2 separate regions of the Capra hircus genome follow, and region 1 is linked to region 2. A link is a contact called in public Hi-C data. All regions are on one chromosome and are shown on one strand. The core of a region is the stretch at or near the end of the contact, and the rest is flanking DNA. Distances in the headings are between cores, read along the strand shown. Region 1 overlaps KCNIP1 (Kv channel-interacting protein 1). Region 2 has its middle 54 kb from the start of KCNMB1.

The links. A called contact is a pair of places that touch in the nucleus more often than the background predicts.
Region 1: a Hi-C map of liver shows a contact between it and region 2, with 5 times the contacts expected there. The contact joins two enhancer-like sites. A contact is called at or near these places in 3 of 5 Hi-C or Micro-C datasets (blood and liver).

The regions. Positions count from the first base shown.
Region 1 is chr20:2,599,805-2,605,506 of ARS1.2, forward strand. All of the region lies in intron 1 of KCNIP1 (Kv channel-interacting protein 1), which reads left to right. Among named protein-coding and RNA genes, the nearest start is that of KCNIP1, 130 kb to the left of the region's middle. Within about 2 kb of position 2,412, at least 1 of the 5 cell types and tissues checked has an H3K27ac peak or open chromatin away from gene starts, as enhancers often do.
Region 2 is chr20:2,400,544-2,406,709 of ARS1.2, forward strand. No RefSeq gene overlaps it. Among named protein-coding and RNA genes, the nearest start is that of KCNMB1, 54 kb to the left of the region's middle. Within about 2 kb of position 4,413, at least 2 of the 5 cell types and tissues checked have an H3K27ac peak or open chromatin away from gene starts, as enhancers often do.

The DNA of each region.
Region 1 (5,702 bases), core at 1,162-3,661, 200 kb after region 2:
AATGCAACCTCTATGCAAAAACAAGGATAATACTACTTACCTATATGGGCTGTTATGAAGATTTCAAGATACCGCCTATATAAAACGCCTGGCCTGTGGGGTAGTAAGCATTTCACAAATTGTAACTGTTGTTTAGATTTCATCTTTATTATGGTTGCCCTTCCTGTTCTCCAGGGCTAGCACAGATCTGAGATTGTAGGGGCTGCATGATTTCTCGGGGGAGCAGGAGCATCTAGTCAGTGAGAGAAGGCGTCACTTGTCAGCACAGAGGTTTTGAAGGAGGCTTTTGGGGGATGGTCCACACACCCAGCAACCATAAGGTTCTGCAACCACGTCAGTGATACACCGGTTCCAGGTCTTTCTCAAGGTCAATGGTCCCTTTCTTATGTATCAGTTTTCAGAACTATCAGTGTGCGGAGTGCTGGCTCCAGAAATGATGGGAGAAGAGAGGTGAAAAGATGAATAAGGCCAAAACTCCTGTCCTCAAGCTTCTCATAAACCAGTATAGATGGCTTTGGAGGATGACAGCCCTGAGCTCAACCCCGGTTCACATGCAACTTACAGAAGTCAGGGAACCTCTCTGAGCCTCAGTTTTCTCCTCTGAGGGGAATAAAAGGAAACAATAACACATGTCTCCCAGTTTTTTGGAACATAATGAAGACTGGAGGATGCAGGTGACTTGCACAGGCCCTAGGGCAAAGTAGGTTGTCAATCAAGAGTCCTTTGGGGTCGGGGTGTGGTGTCCCGCCAAAATTCGCATCCACTCAGAACCTCAAAAGGTGACCTTATTTGGAAGTAGAGTCTTTGGAAATGTAATCCATTAAGGACCTCGAGATGAAATCGTCCTGAGTTTAGGGGTGGTCCCTAAATCCAGTGTAGGGCGTCCTTATAAAAAGAAGATGACCCTGTGGAGATGGAGGCAGAGAAAGTTCTGCTGCCACTATCTGAGGAGCTGAGGAGTGCCAGGACCACCAGAAGCTAGAAGAAGCAAAGACGGGCTCCTCCCTATATCCTTCAAAGGAGCACAGCCCACCTGGCACCGTGATTTCAGACTGCTGGCCTCCAGGGAGAATAAACGTCTGTTGTTTTAAGCCCCAGTTTGCAGTACTTTGTTACAGCAGGCCCAAGACACTAAAGACCCTGTTTCCTCCAACCCTCTTCCCTAAACAAAGCAGATGTGCAAGCTGCTTCCTAAAGCTCCAGGTAAGGAAGTGAGGGGTGCAAGCAGCTCTAAGGATGGGCAGGAGGGGTGACCCTGGATATGGGGAGGTGGCACCGCCCTCTGCTGGTGGCTTGCAGACGAGCACAAGGGCCAACGCCCAGCCCATGGAAGCGCTCTGGGAAAAGTCCCCTTTCTGTTTTTTGATGTACTTATTTGGCTGCACAGGGCTTTAGTAGCAGGAGTGGGATCTTGTTGCCGCGTGGGGGATCTTTAGTTGTGGGCTGTGGAATCTAGTTCCTGGATCAGGGCTCAAGCCCAGGCCCCCTGCATTGGGAGTATGTGGTCTTAGCCACTGATCCATCAAGGGAGTCCTTGGGAAAAGTCCTTAACGTGGCATCAGGAGGGCTCCTATCAGGCACTCTGAGCCACCGGCCCTCACATCCACTTTTAACTGGAGTTCAGTGACAGCTGTGTCCCGGGCAGAGGCCAGGCCTGGCCTGGCCTTCCCATCACCCCAGACTCTCCTGGGCTCTGCCTCCCGCCCCTGGCGGCTGGTCTCTGGGGGACAGAGCCCTGCCTAAAGCACTGAGCTGGGTGATCAGTGGCTCAGCCCACTGAGTAGCTCCTGGGGTTGAGGAGTCCAAGCCAGTTTAACTGGGGGGAAACTCGGTCCTCAAATAAAATAACATTTTCAACCAATTTAATAAAATAGGTCACAGCAATGTTGATAAATGTATTTGGACATTTGATCTTTCCCTTATTTAAAACAGATTTATTGAGCATCTACTATGTGCCAGCCATTGTTCTAGGCATTAAGGACACAGCAGTGACCTTGACCTTGGCCGAGAAGATTCCTGGTCTCGTAGAACACAGGGTGAAGTGGGATTGGGGAGGCAGGAAACGAATTAATAAATAAGTGACCCAGAAGGTAACAGACCTGTGGATTGGTCTAAACACAAGTGGGCTACAGATAACAAAGAGCTTCGTTTTCTCCAAACTGTCTCCAACGCTCTAGTCTCTCATATCCCTCCCTCTGTATTTTACAGCGTCTCTGGCTGTTCTCTCAGCTTTGCAATCACTTCAGCTCTCATCTCAGGAATAATTTCAGTCTTCAAGTGGCTGAAAGTCCCATACAATTAGAACTTCAGTCTCACATGCAATTTTAAATTTCTCACTGCCTCAGCTCAGACGGGGATGGGGTAGCGGGGGGCACGAGGACGTGCCGCCTGCACTCCCAGACTCTCCTCCCTTCCTGGCCCTCCGCTTCCGCTTCCGCTGCTTCCGCTTCCGCTTCCGGCGCAGGGCGGGAGGGAGGCGTGGCTGGGGAGAGACAGGGCCTCGGGGCTCTTGGCGGTTTTCTCCCAGCCGGGAGGGCGCTTCTGTCACATCGTGTGCTGTGGTTGCTCTTTCTCAGTCGCTGAGTCATGTCTGACTCTTTGTGACCCCTCGGACCCGGTCTCGCCAGGCTCCTCTGTCCATGGGATTCTCCCGGCAGGAACACTGGAGTGGGTTGCCGTTCCCTTCTCCAGGGCTGCTTCTTGACCCAGAGATTGAGCCCGCATCTCCCGCCCTGGCAGGTAGGTTCTTTACAGCTGAGCCACCAGGGAAGCGCAATAAAGAGCGGACTAACCCAAACTGAATATTGGAACGCGGAGTTTGAGCTGCATCTTTAATGCGTGCTAAGAAGCCGTCTAACATCTCAACAGTAATCGTGGAGCCAGGAGAAGGGAAAAAGGCTAATTAAGTCTGTTTTCTAAATAGTCAAGAGCTGATTCACTAGAGACAAGGCTAGATGTCAGGAAGATAGATTTATTAAGTTATAAGAAGTTATATGGGGAAGTTGAAGAAATGCCACCTCTTAGAACATCAAAATGCTAAATTCAAACATTAATGCAGTTGCAGACTAAGGGAAGACCACTGGCTTTGTACCGTATCCTAGGGGATTTTCAAGGAAGATTCCATCCCAAGTTTCTATGACTGTCTGAATCATTTTGCATGACTGTTCATCCGAAATAATCAAACCAATTCCAAAATTGGAGATGCCTGCTTCTGGCCTCCAAATGCTGGCCCTTGCATGGGGCTTCTTGGTGAAGGGCTTTTCCCCAGTATATTGTTGGTAGATGCCCTTGTCCACTGAACTTCTATAACCATCCTTATGCCCTCAGCTCCTGGCCCCCTGCCCCCCACCAGGCACAGCCTCTCTCTGCCTGGGTGCTCTCTTCCAACCAGCAGTCCTCCTGGCAGGGGCGAGAGTGTCTCATGCAAACGTCTCCAGCGTGCTTACCTCCCTCAGCCCCCCGCTGTGGGAAACTGGCACATCCTCGCCTCACCGAATGGCACTGCCCAGCTGCCCTGTCTCTGTAGTCGGCCACCTGAGGCTGCCTCAGTGCGGTCCCCAGCCCTGAATACCCCAGGGGAGTGCAGACTCCAGTCGCACGTTCACAGATACCCCCGTCTCCAGGAGCTCAGGAAGCTCTCTCAAGGGCTCTATACCCAAGCTTCAGGCCAATGGCTGCAGCATGTGTGTGCCACTCAGGAGCCCCTGGAGAAGGAAGGGCAGGACATGGGCACCCTCATCTCTGGGGGAAGTTCTCCTGGCTCCCTAGCACTGGGCTGTGACCCAAGGGAGCACCCCTTCATCAAGGGGAAGAGAGCAATCAAAAGCGCACTTCCTCCTGCAAATTCCCTTCCCCGTCTCCTTGACAATGTCTGCCCTCCTCTTGTACGCTGAATTACTGGGTTGGGATAATGGTCATGAAGGCCATCCCGCTTTCTCGGCAAGTCTAACATGCATCCAACAACTGTATTTATTTGTTCTGTTTATTCAGCTAGGGTTACTTCCCAGCCGTTGCCCCAGATTGTAAGCTCTAGCCAAAATCCTTGGCAGCAGGATGCCTCTATCCGCCTTCTGTTACAATGATTACAGGAGGGGCAAAGCGCTTGAAAGGCAGGAAAACAATATAGTGTTGAAGCATAGGCAGGATGGGAGCTGAGGAGCAGTGCTCAGGCCTCACTGAGGAGCCACGGGGCCGCGAGGGGGGTGCAAGCATCACAGCTTAGGCAGAGCTTAGGCAGAGCCCCAAGCTGGGGACCACATCACTGGGCGTAGCCAAACGGAAGAGGCCCTAGGTGCGGCGAGCAGTGGGATGAGCGGCGTGGGATAAGGCCGGGGAGGACGCCGGACCTTGCCCTGGGAAAATCCCTCCTAGGTTTGAGAAACTCCACTATCTAATGAGAGGAGGCAGGGTCCACCTCCCCGTCGAGAAGCTTGGAGAACAGACACTTACTTTCCCAGCCTCCCTTGCAGCGAAGCTGTGAGCACGTGTCCTCAGCCCAGTGGGCTGCGAGCCCGAGACAGACAAGCAGCCTTCTGAGGAGAAGGTGACCTGCTGGCTGTGGCCCGTGTCCTCCCGGGCGGCCAGTGTGGGCTGTGAGCCTGGCTGTCCCCACTCCTCTGTGGGGGGTGTGTGTGTGTGAGCATGTGTGTATGTGTGTGAGTGTGACTGTGTGTGAATGCGTGTGAGTGTGTGTGAGTGTGAGTATGTGTGTGACTGTGTGTGTGTGTGACTCTGTGTGTGTGTGTGTGTACTCCTGGGGAAGGCGGGAGCAGGACTCCGGACTCCAGCATAGCCCACACTGTGTTTGTAAGTGGCTCTCAAAGAACGCTCCTGTGACAAAGCTAGTAATGGCCCTGAACAATATGAGAAAAAAAGATATTATATAATGGAGAACATCTGTCTCTCCAGGTCCGGCTGTCTGGCTCCCAGGGCTGGTCATTAATCCCTTCCCACTTCAGCAGCCCAAGGTTTGAGCTGAGCCCCTCCAACCCATTCCCTGCACCCATGAATCACCTGGGATGGAAGCCTCAGGGCAGCCCCGCCGGGTCACAGGCCTCCCGAACAGAGAGCTGGCGCTGCTTCTCCAGCGCCTTCAGGCAGATTTCCTCTGCCCCTTACCAAGCCCCCTGCACTCCCCACTGGGACCAGCACCCGGTGGGCCTGACCCACGCCAGCCTGGGCTGCCCCCCTCCACCCCCAGGGAGCTCGCTACTGCTTCTCATGATGCCAGATGGTGCTGGGCAGGGACTGAGATCCCTGCAAGTCCCAGAAAACTCACAAAACTCCAGGTCCTCCTGCCGCTGTGCAAGAGCCTGGCGGACCCCGTGGGCCCAGTGCCCAAGGTTAGGGGCAGCTCCTGGCCCTCAGATAGCCCACAAAGTGTGGGGCACTTTGATTTGACTTGAAGACAGTGCTTGGAGGATCTGTTTTGAACCAGTCTGTGGTGTTTAGCCCTCCCTGAGTGAGGCCCAAGAAAAGCTGAGGCTTGTTCGGGCTGTGGAGGGAGCCCCCTGCCCCTGCCCTCAGCCCCACCCAGCACCGAGGCTCAGATGGGGACAGGCTCTGCCTGGAGGGATGGGCTGCAGAGGAGAGGGCCTGGGGGCTCCCCTGGATTCTAGAGCCAGAGACCCCAAGGCAACGGCTCAGCATCATGAGGATGGCGAGGGTCCTCTCTCTCCAGTAAATATCAGAGCTTTTAATGA
Region 2 (6,166 bases), core at 3,163-5,662:
CACAGCCCTCGCTTTAACCGACCCCTTCACTAGTCCCCACAGGAAGGGGGCCAGCTGCCCCCTGGTTCCCAGGATCTTCCTCCTGACCATCTTCCTCCTGCAGCTGAGAACATCCAGATAGGATCCTGACCCCTGGGTGGAGGGGAGGAAAGGGTCCCGCAACCCGCTCCTACCGCACAGCTTCCCCGTCATCTGCTCCGTCAGTAGATGCTGAGCAAGTGCCTTCAGCCTCTTGCCTCTGCGTTAGAGAAACTGATTCCAATTAAGGGAGCCACTGAAAGCGGCCTCGTTTTACAGACAACTGGGTTGTGGATCGAAGCGAGCATTAAAGTTTACAAGCTCGACAGAGGCCAGCCGGCCTTGCTGCTCACTGCTGCCTCTCCATTCACTCCCTGACTGTTTGCTGAGCGAGTGAGGCGCGTACTCAGATTGAATCTGGTCCTCACAGCCCGCAGTGGGGGAAAGGATAGCCCATCTGCTTATCATCCATTTCTGCATCTGTTTGTTATTTGTTCTTGAAAGTCCCAGCTTCTGGGCAGGTGTGGAACCGCCTCTCTCTTTATTTGCACTCCCCTTTCTCTGGAAAGAATCTGGGAGAGTTTAGATGGGGCTGGAAAAGCAAAAACAGGGCTCCACTCCAAACCCCCAGGGGCTCTGAAAGTCTGAGGCGCTGGTATTTGGGGTCCATGAGGCACCAACCAAGTGTTTGCTGAAACTGGGCTCCCCAAACCTGGTCCATAGGGACCCAGGCCCTCCCACTAGGTTGGTCAGGATTGTCCAGAGACAAAGAACCAATAGGATATATAGAAAGATACAAGAGATTCATCCTAGAAATTGGCTCATGTGATTATGGGGGCCAAGAAGCCACGATCTGCCATCCTTAAGCTGGAGAACCAGGGAAGCTGGTGGTGTGATTCAACCTGAGTCCTAAGGTCCTAGAATCAAGGGGTCAGTGGGGTTAGTTTCAGTCTGACTCTGAAAGCCCAAGAACCAAGAGTACTAATGTCCGAAGGCAGGAAAAGATAGACAGATGTTCCAGCTTAAGCAAAGAGAGCAAGGGATTTCCCTGGTGGTCCAGGGATTAGGACCCCGTGATCCCTGGTTGGGGAACTAAGATACATACGCACTGAAGCGTGGCTGGGGGAAGGGGAAGCAGAGACAGCAATTCACCCTGCTTTCACCTTTTTGCCTGTTCAGGCACTTAGGGGATGGGATAACACCCACACACGCTGGTGAAATCCCCAGTCCAACCTCCTCTGGGGACACCCTCATGGACATACCCAAAGATGATGCTTTCCCGGGTTCCTGGGCATCTCTCATCTCAGTCAAGGCCACGCTTGCAACTAACCATCACATCCACCAAGGCCCGGCAGGACCCGCAGACCCCATACCTTTCTGGACGTGAGGACGGAGTTCTCATGTTTTCTCTGCCTTTCCCCCAAGCTTCCTCCCGCTCCAGCACCGGGCTGCAGTCCAGAACATCCCACACTCCCTTCTCAGGGGCTCCAGGCTGCTCCAGGCCAGATCACATCTCATAGCTGAGTTTTGTTCCATCTCAAGTGTTTTGTTTTATTTTTTTCAAATTGAGCCGTTCTCTAAAAGCTGAGATCTTCATAGAAAAAATGCAGTCTGGTGTCAATACATTCTCTTTAAAAGTAGGACAATCTGGCAGTTCTGGACTTGCGTAGAAACGATTAGGTGGGACTGAAGAGCAGGGCCCTTCAATAAGGCCTGAGCTTCCAGCAGCCACAGGACCACCTCCCATACCCCTTTCTCTCTAACCTCCCCCCAAAATACCCTCCCTGTATTCATTTATATCAACATCTGTCCCAGCAGACATTTTATTTTAGGTTTTAAACAGCAATAGGAGGATTGGCTTTATTTAACTAGCAAAACTGCTCATATGAGATATGTGTAAAGCATTGGAATGGTGCCTGCCACCTAACTGGGCCTTATTTAAATATTTGTTGAGCAAATCATCTGATAATTAAAAAGACCAACTGGGAACATACAATAAGAATACTAGCTCAGAACAGGCAGTGGAGGGCTCAGTCATTTGTGGAATTTCACAACGTAGCAGCTCTGATTATGAGGATGTATCATCAGGGAAGTTCGGATGACAAGAGGACCCCTTTGTGGCCAAATCCAGAGAGACTGTGCCAGGTCCATGCTTGGAAGCCGGCAAGTGTTCATTTTAGGACATTTGAAGATGACAATGTGTTGCCCCCAAGGGACTCCTGGGATTCACAGGGACTACCTGGAAGACCACCAAGCTCTTTACCTGCTTCTTTGCAAGAATCCTGTGAGGCAGACATTAATCTCTCCATTTTACAGATGGGAAAACTACCTAGGGAAGGAGATAGATGTTGAAATGGCCACATTAATAAGTACAAATGGGGTAAATTCTCTCTGAAGGAAAGAAATAGGGATTTACAACGGTATAGAACCACCCCCACAAAAAATGGGCCTGGTCTTGGCGGCCAGGGGATAGTTCTTCAAAGAGGTGATATCCAGGCTGTGAAATGCCGGGTTAGATGAAGCACAAGCTGGAATCAAGATTGCCGGGAGAAATATCAATAACCTCAGGTATGCAGATGACACCGCCCTTATGGCAGAAAGCAAAGAGGTACTGAAGAGCCTCTTGATGAAAGTGAAAGAGGAGAGTGAAAAAGCTGGCTTAAAACTCAACATTCAAAAAACTAAGATCATGGCATCTGGTCCCATCACTTCATGGCAAATAGATGGGAAAACAGTGGAAACAGTGACAGCCGTTTTCTTTTTGGGCTCCAAAATCGCTGCAGATGGTGACTGCAGCCATGAAATTAAAAGACACTTGCTTCTTGGAAAGAAAGAAGCGACGAACCTAAACAGCATGTTAAAAAGCTGAGACATTACTTTGCTAACAAAGGTCCATCTAGTGAAAGCTGTGGTTTTTCCAGTAAGCATGTACATATGTGAGAGTTGGACCATAAACAAGGCTGAGCACCAAAGAACTGATGTTTTTGAACTGTGGTGCTGGAGAAGACTCTTGAGAGTCCCTTGGACTGCAAAGAGATCAAAACAGTCAATTGTAAAGGGGATCAACACTAAATATTCACTGGAAGGACTGATGCTGAAGCTGAAACTCAAATACTTTGGCCATCTAATGCGAAGAGCCAACTAACTGGAAAAGACCCTGATGCTGAGAAAGCTTGAGGGCAGGAAGAGAAGAGGGCAGCAGAGGATGAGATGGTTGAATGACATCATTGACCCAGTGGAGATGAATTTGAGCAAACTCCAGGAGATAGTGAAGGACAGGGAAGCCTGGTGTGGGGTCGCAAAAAATCAAACAGGCCTGAGTGACTAAACAATGACAGCAACAATCCTAGCTGAGATCTGAACGCTGTTAAATGGGAGAGCAGGCGGGAGGGAAGTATTCTCCGACTCTCAAAACCAGATGCACAATTTGAACCACTTGGGAGACATACCTGATCCTGCGCCAGTCCAGTTACATCAGCAGGACCTGGGTACCAGTGTCTTTAAAAGCTTCATGTATGTGCTACTGAGATGCAGCCAAAAGTTGTACACTCACTGACAATAGCCATTCATAGCTATTGGGTAAGCATAGGAGGTACTCAGGAATTGTGAGCAGGTGTGATCTACAGCCTTCCCATCATAATCATCACCTCTCTCTCCTCCAGAGATCTGGGTAGCCTAAGTCCAGTTTCAAAGGCTGGAGAGAAACCTGCCTTTGCTGAAGGCTTACTGTGCACCGTGTACTAAACGCTTCCCATTATTCCATTTAGCATTTTCCAGAATCCTCAGAGAAAGAAATGCTATTATTATTTTACAGATAAGGAACTCGAGGCCCAGAGCAGGGTGCCTCTTTGCCCAGGGACTCAGTTCATCAAGGGCAGTGCTGAGACTGTGGGCTTCTGGCTCTTGCCTGTGATCTCTGTATCTCCATGCATCCAGAGGTGTGTCCTGCTTGTCTCGACAATCATTTCCCAGCCTCTCTCAATGGATGATAGACAGATATAGAAAGACGTAGAGAAATATATAGATATTGTTCTGTTTAGAAAAGTGTCTAGAATATAGCCAGTGCTCAGTTAATGTCAGGTGCTTTTAATATCATCCAAGGGCTAGAACGAGAGGGCTCCTGGGGTTTTTGCTCCCTACCCCACCGCCAAATCAGAGGGCATCCTGGGTAGGGTGCTATCAAGCCCCTCCCCAGGAAACCAGGATGGATAAATTTAGGAGGGCCTAGGAAGTCTAGCTCAGGAAGGTTGGGCACCATAGAGGTTCTTTGCCAGATCCTGCGGAGAGGAGGTGCAGCAGCCCGGGACCTGGGACTCAGGACTTTGAACACCGCTGCTGGGGGCCTGTGTTGAGATAGACCGGCCATGGTCAGCTCGCAGACAATCTCCTCTGGTGCCCAGGCCTGAGGCGGTCAGCCTGGCAAAGTGGCCCTGGCCAGCTGTGGTTAGTACCACTGATGTCCACCAGAGGGCAGCAGAGGCCACAGGCTGGCAGTTTCTGCCCACCAGCCCAGCTTTTTCCCAGCAATGTTTAACTATGAAGTCCAACGTCTCTCTGATTTTCCCTGCAAGCTGCTGCTAAGTCATTTCAGTCCGACTCTGTGCGACCCCATAGACGGCAGCCCACCAGGCTCTCCTGTCCCTGGGATTTTTCAGGCAGGAACACGAGTGGGTTGCCATTTCCTTCTCCAATACTTGAAAGTGAAAAGTGAAAGTGATGCGGCTCAGTCATGTCCGACTCTCAGCGACCCCATGGACTGCAGCCCACCAGGCTCCTCCATCCATGGGATTTTCCAGGCAAGAGTGCTGGAGTGGGTCGCCATAAGCTAGAGAAGTCCTAAACATTCCTCACAAGCCAGGCATATCTCGTTTCCCTCGTCCGAATGTCCCAGAATCTCTCTGTTAGCCTGCTTAGAAATTTCTCAGCAAACTTATAAGCTGAGGTACGAGTCTTTGAACTCTTCTTCCAGGGCAGGGCGTCCTGGAGCCTGTATGTCAGACAGCTCATCCCTCAGAGTTTCAGCTGTTTCAGTCTGTAGAGGGGGCTGATTTCTTTATTTTTTGCAAGCTCACTGACCTACATCCTTGACATTCTCAGGAGGAGGAAGTATGAGAGGATGCTGAAGGCACGGGCTGGGCACAGGACACTTCAGTCAGTCCAGGCGCTCAGGCGTGTCCGGCTCTGCGACCCCATGGACCGCAGCACGCCAGGCCTCCCTGTCCGTCACCAACTCCCGGAGCTCACTCAGACTCACGGCCATCGAGTCCGTGATGCCGTCCAGCCGTCTCATCCTCTGTCATCCCCTTCTCCTCCCACCTGCAAACTTTCCCAGCATCAGGGTCTTTTCCAATGAGTCAGTTCTTTGCATCAGGTGGCCAAAGTGTTGGAGCTTCAGCTTCAACATCAGGCCTTCCAATGAACACTCAGAACCAATCTCCTTTAGGATGGACTGGTTGGATCTCCTTGCAGTCCAAGGGACTCTCAAGAGTCTTCTCCAACACCACAGTTCAAAAGCATCAGTGCTTCGGCGCTCAGCTTTCTTCACAGTCCAACTCTCACATCCACACATGACCACTGGAAAAACCATAGCCTTGACTAGATGGACCTTTGTTGGCAAAATAATGTCTCTGCTTTTTAATATACTGTCTAGGTTGGTAATAACTTTCTTTCCAAGGAGTAAGCATCCTATAAGTTCAAGGCTGCAGGCACCATCGGCAGTGATTTTGGAGCCCCCAAAAATAAAGTCTGACACTGTTTCCACTGTTTCCCCATTTATTTGCCATGGAGTGATGGGACCAGATGCCATGATCTTAGTTTTCTAAATGCTGAGTTTTAAGCTAGCTTTTTCACTCTCCTCTTTCACTTACATCAAGAGGCTCTTTAGTTCAGCCATCAGGATGGTGTCATCTGCATACCTGAGGTTATTGATATTTCTCCTGGCAATCTTGATTCCAGCTTGTGTTTCTTCCAGTCCAGCGTTTCTCATGATGTACTCTACATATAAGTTAAATAAGCAGGGTGACAATATACAGCCTTGAATTACTCCTTTTCGTATTTGGAACCAGTCTGTTGTTCCATGTCCAGTTCTAACTGTTGCTTCCTGACCTGCATATAGGTTTCTCAAGAGACCGGTCAGGTGGTCTGGTAT